Regions from separate parts of the Bos taurus genome. Here region 1 is linked to region 2. A link is a contact called in public Hi-C data. All regions are on one chromosome and are shown on one strand. Each heading gives the region's core, a stretch centred on a gene start, on an enhancer-like site or on the middle of the called end of the contact. The rest is flanking DNA. Distances are from core to core; before and after follow the strand shown.

Region 1 (2,700 bases), core at 173-2,672, 56 kb before region 2:
GTGTTTGCAAAGGGTGGTCAGGGAAGGCTCATTGGAACAGACAAGTGGAGCCAGACACTAGAGGGACAGGGAGGCAGGAATAGATTTGAGTTAGAAGAACAGTGGGCCCATCTACTGGCAAACTAATATTTGGTTAATAGATGAAAGAAAGAATGAACGCCCTCAGCCAACAGTTGTTCTGGGTGCTTTGTCATGCTTTATTTCCCCTCTGAGACTGTGTGTGTGTGCATGTGTATGCGTGCTCGGTCGTGTGTGTGTGTGTGTGTGTACGCATACGAGCTCAGTCATGTCAAACTCTTTGCGACTCCATGGACTGTAGCCTGCCTCTATCCATGGGATTTTCCAGGTAAGAATACTGGAGTGGGTTGCCATTTCCTCCTCCAGGGGATCTTCCTGACCCAGGAATCTAACCTGAGTCTCCTGCATTGGTGGGCAAATTCTTTACCACTGAGCCACCCGGGAAGCCCTTACAACTCACCAAATCTGACCTGAAGGTGTCCTTACATGCATCATACAGATGAGGCCCATCGAGAGAAAGAAAAATTACTCATTCAAGGCTGCACAGGAAGTCTTAAGTGGAGGGACCAGATTCTCACTAGGTTCTGGCTTTTCTGAGCTTAAGGCCCCTCTTCAGCAAGGCGGGGTGGCCACAGTCATGTGACTGACACTCAAACACACATGGACTCTGGGGCTGCATATTGAAAATTGGGTGTGTCTACCTGTGTCCTACCCAACATCTCCAGCGCCTGGTTTGCACTTTTTTTTTTTTTTTGCGAGTTTCTACACTTTCTCCTAAGGGTCATTTCTCCACCTTGAACCACGCATTGTGCGGAGGGGCCCAGGCTACCGAATACTTGAGCGCACGCAGCACGCTCGTGCACGTGGCTGTCCCTAGGGGCCTGGCTCTGGGCGGGGGCGCACTCCGGGGTAGGACGCTCTGGGGCGTCGAGGCCCATACTCACTGGCCAGACTGTGACGAGGGGGAGGTGAACGTAACATTTAAGGGAGTACCAAAAAGCCGAGTAACCACGATAAACAATATTTTAATACAATATTAAAAAAAATAAAAATGAATTTTCCAAAGTCCCACGAAGAACAAACTAGCAAAATGTTTTAAACACGGGAACACGGGATACGACTTGCTGAGTTGGTCAATCTGGGGCGCTCCCGGGCTCTGAGACAGGAATCCTGGGGCTGTACAGGGCGCTGGGGCTGGGCAGGGATCTGGGGCGCCCCCTCAGCTAGGGCGCGACGGGGGCCTCCAGCGCGGGGCCCAGGATAGGGAGACTGGCGGGCGGGCGGGGCGGCGCCTCCCCCCTGCCCGTCCTCCTTCCACCCTTCTCGGGCCTCTGCCGGGCGCCGAGTCCCTTCCGAGCCTAGATCCGCGCCGCCTTTTCCTGCGGCCCGAACGGGGCCCAGCTGACGGGCCGCGTTGTTTACGGGCCGAGCAGCCCTGGCTCCCGCCGCCTGCCCGCCACCCGCCAGCCCAGGTGCCCGCCCGCCTGTCCGCACGTCCGTTTGTCCGCGCGTCCGAAGATCGGAGCTCCGGAGCACTCGGGGCCAAAAGCCTAGAGTCAGGGGGGCAGAGCGCGGGGCTCCGGGCCCTAAGATCGTCGGGACGGGGGCCCGGGCCGCGGGGGCCCGGAGTCGGGACCGTCTCCACCCGGCCGCGCTGCCGGATTCGTAGCGGCGGAGGCCGCGCGCCCCTCCCGGGGCCGTTTCTAGAGTCCTCCCAGGCGCAGGCTGCGGGACCTTGGGCGGCCCGCGTGGAAGAGAAGGACGCGCGACCCCCAGCCCCTCTGGGGCGGCCGCTTCGTAGCATGCACCCCGCCAGCCAGCGCCTCGCGCTCTGATCCTTCGGCACTCCGCGCTCCCGCAGCCATGGGCGCCGGGGGCGGGAGGGGGGCGGCAGCCGTGCTGCTGATGGTGGTCGTCGCCGCGCTGCTGGTGGGCGCCGCGGGCCACCTGTACCCTGGAGAAGGTGAGTCTGGGGGGTCCCGGAGTGGGCGGGAAGCCGCGCGGCTGGGGAGGGTACCCTTTGCCAAAATGGAACCACCCCCCGTTGTGGACGGAGTGCAGTACCTCCGTCGGAGGGCTGGTGGCCCGGACGGTTTCTCCGGCCTCGCGGGGGGCGGGAAGCCGCTGACCTTGGCCTTTGCCCGCCTGGGCTAGCGGCTCCAAGACCCGCATGCGGCCCCGGGCTGCAGGAACCTTGCCCTAGTGCCCGCCCTTCTGCGGGCGCCTCTCCCGAGAGCGCTCCTCAAACCCCCGTGTCTGGGCCTCTCCGAGCCCACCACCTGGCTCCAGAGACGGGACACACGTCCTCTCTGGGTCGCCTCCGAGAAGTAGGGTCATCGGACACTCTCGGACAGCCAAATGCCCCGGGCACAGACGGTTTGGAGTGAGAATCGAGGGTGACTGACTGAAGGCAGGGTGGTCCGTTGGGATCCCAGCAGCTTGGTGACGCTACCCCAGGGGCCGAGGAAGTGTAGAACCCGCCCCTTTCTTTCTGGTATCTAGACCCACGGCTACCCCTGACTTCAGTTCCATGTTTATACTCTGGAATTCTGTTTCCAGATGTCGGAGGCAAGCTCTAGCCCTTGGCAACAGCGCAGCTGTAGTAGCAGTAGTGTCGGCTTTTATGATTATTATAGCTAGTGTCGCCAGATGCCTCGGGCTGGCCGGTCTTATCTCTCTGGA
Region 2 (2,700 bases), core at 175-2,674:
AGTCTCCTCAGCCTCACGGAGCCTCCTTGTCCCCATGCCTGAAGACTCGGCTGTGCTCTTGGGCTGCTTGACACCTTTGAGCTGACCATGAATGGATTTTCAGAGCTTCTCTTGTTTACTTCGCTGCACGCCTCTCTGTGGGCTCTTGTGAAATCGTCGGGAGAGGAGAAGCCAAGTGAAAAACAACCCTGCTTGGTGTCAGGGCTTGAGGATGATGGGGAAAGACTGGATTTGCATTAACTGGTTTGCGCAAGTTACAAGATTTTATCTTTCCTTACTTCTTTTTTTTTAAGTGTGTGCTTGTCTGTTTCGGTGGTTCAGAGACGGGAACATGGGGAACTTCGGGTCTAAAGGAGGATAAGGACAGGTAACAGATACAGCAGATTAAGGCCTCTGAAGCACCATCTACCAGGCACATGGGCTTCCCTAGTGGCTCAGTGGTAAAGAATCCAGCTGCAGTGCAGGAGACACAGGTTCAATCCCTGGGTGGGAAAGATCCCCTGGAGAAGGAAATGGCAAGCCACTTCAGTATTCTTGCCTGGAAAATCCTGTGAACAGAGGAGCCTAGCAGTTTACAGTTCATGGGGTCACAAAAGACTTAGTGACTAAACAACAACAATAGCAACCAGGTACATGGTCCTCATAACAACTTTTTCATGGACCTGGGATTTGAAGTTAGAGTCTGGCTTCAGAACCTCAGCTTTTTCCTGCTACACTCTGCCTTATACAGGAAGGGTCCTTTTGCATTGGGTTTTGAAGGGTGAGTAGGAGTTCTATGAAGAGGACCCACCTCCTGTACTGACTTTAGCCTCCTGCTCCTCCTAAAGCTGGCCAGGGGCCAATACCTAGAAGCCAGAATTAGGTCACTAGGGTGACCAACTTGCCCTGGTTTGCCTAGGACTTTCTTGGTTTTAGTACTAACAGCCCTGTTTCTTGGGAAACCCATCAGTCCCAGGCAAACCAGAACATTTGGTCATGCTAGGTTTCACCCAGCAGCGGATTCCTACACCAGAGGCCAGAGATCTGTTGGTTTCTGACTCATTCCCAACAATGCTCATCTCCCCAAATGCCCCCTCGTATCTTCACGCTGGACTTCTTTCTCAGGACAGTTCCATTTACTGGTCTGGGTGAGAATTAAGTGAGATAATTAATTCTTTGGATAAGCTAAGCAAAGCATCTAGCACACGGTAACCCCTAGGGTTCTAGTCCATGCTGGACTTTGACCTTCCTCTTTGCCTCGAGTGGGAGCTGGCACCCCTGTCCCTTGGAGTGAGCAGGCTTCTTTGTAGCCTAATTCCTCCTGCCTGGCTCTCCCCAAGGACAGAGCTGCGTCCCCACAAGAGTGAGGGCTAAGCATAATCACCATCCACCAGGGAAGCCGTCTGTGTCAAGTGTCAGAGTAAATAGGAAACAGGTTCAGGGCTAGGATTCAGGGCCAAGACAGCTCAAGGTCATCGGAGGCCAGGGAGCTGAGAGCGGGCTGCAACCCAGAGGGTCAAGCAGAGTCAGATGTTGGTTAAGAGTCATTCTCCTTCCTCGCGCGGCTGCGGCGTCTTTTCCCTTCCCAGTGCTGTTCAGCAGACAGCCAGGTGCTCTGCCGGTTTATTGGGGATGTGGGCTCACTATGGCCTCCATCCTTCAGTCCACCTGGGCTCTGATACGGTCTCTGGACCAAATGGGGTTGTGCAGAATAACCATTTCTCAGGTGCTTACTGTGTTGGGCACAGGGCTATGCTTTTTTCTTCACCACTTTCCCTCTCAGACAATGCTCATTTTCATCCCTATTCTCAACAGAGCTGCGCCTCATGTTGTGGGCATGTCATTGGAGGTAGGGGGAAGGAAGCAGAAAGGGGAGACGTCCTGAGGATAGGAGGCTCAGTATTTTCCGGGGCTCGCTGACCGTTCACACAAAGCATCGCACTGTGAGTCTTTTCTCTCTTTTGAGAGGTGATGATGTGGAGTGGGCTCCCTTACATTCCAGTTGGAAACTTTTGACACTCTGGGAAAGAAGCTTGAGGCTGACCGAGCTGATGGGCAATGACATTAACATATGTGAACAGGAGCTGTAGTCCCAGGTTTGAATCCAGGTTAGACCATGTCTTTGCTGTGTGACCTTGGGACTTACTTAACATCTCTGTTTCTGCTTCTATAAAATTAGAATTAATCCTTTTTCTTCGTGAGTTCTTCAGCAGCCTATGCACCAGGCTAAGGATTGCTGTTGTCGTTGTTTAGATGCTTAGTTGTGTCTGACTTTTTCGACCTCATGAACTGCAGCGTGCCAGGCTTCCCTGTCCTTCACTATCTCCCAGGGTTTGCTCAAACTCATGTCCACTGAGTCAGTGATGCTATCCAACCATCTCATCCTCTGCTGCTCCCTTCTCTTGTCCTCAATCTTTCCCAACATCAGGGTTTTTTCCAATGAGTTGGCTCTTCACATCAGGTGGCCAAAGTGTTGGAGCTTCAGCTTCAGCATCAGTCCTTCCCATGAATATTCAGGGTTGATCTGACCCTAAATGTGGGCCAATTATCTGCAACTTGTGCTTCTGAAAGCATCCTCTCTGAGGCACTCTTTATTTGGTTGGGGTATTTTTTTAAATTGTGGCACATGATATAAAACCTATTTCATGATGGCTCAGGGGATAAAGAACTGCCTGCCAATGCAAGAGACACAAGCGATCTGGGTTCAATCCCTGAGTCAGG

What was found. Hi-C and Micro-C count contacts between places; a contact is called where the count stands out from the background.
Region 1: a contact with region 2 is called in a Hi-C map of liver, with 1.9 times the contacts expected there. The contact joins the promoter of INSR here to the enhancer-like site in region 2. A contact is called at or near these places in 2 of 11 Hi-C or Micro-C datasets (liver and skeletal muscle).

What each region holds. Positions count from the first base shown.
Region 1 is chr7:16,199,215-16,201,914 of ARS-UCD2.0, reverse strand. INSR (insulin receptor) reads left to right here and starts at 1,422. Exons shown (of 21, transcript XM_005208817.5): 1 at 1,422-1,981. The coding sequence starts at 1,882.
Region 2 is chr7:16,143,690-16,146,389 of ARS-UCD2.0, reverse strand. The region is part of intron 2 of INSR (insulin receptor); the gene reads left to right. Among named protein-coding and RNA genes, the nearest start is that of INSR, 55 kb to the left of the region's middle. Within about 2 kb of position 1,424, at least 7 of the 102 cell types and tissues checked have an H3K27ac peak or open chromatin away from gene starts, as enhancers often do. A contact at or near this core is called in liver and skeletal muscle, where this site is marked.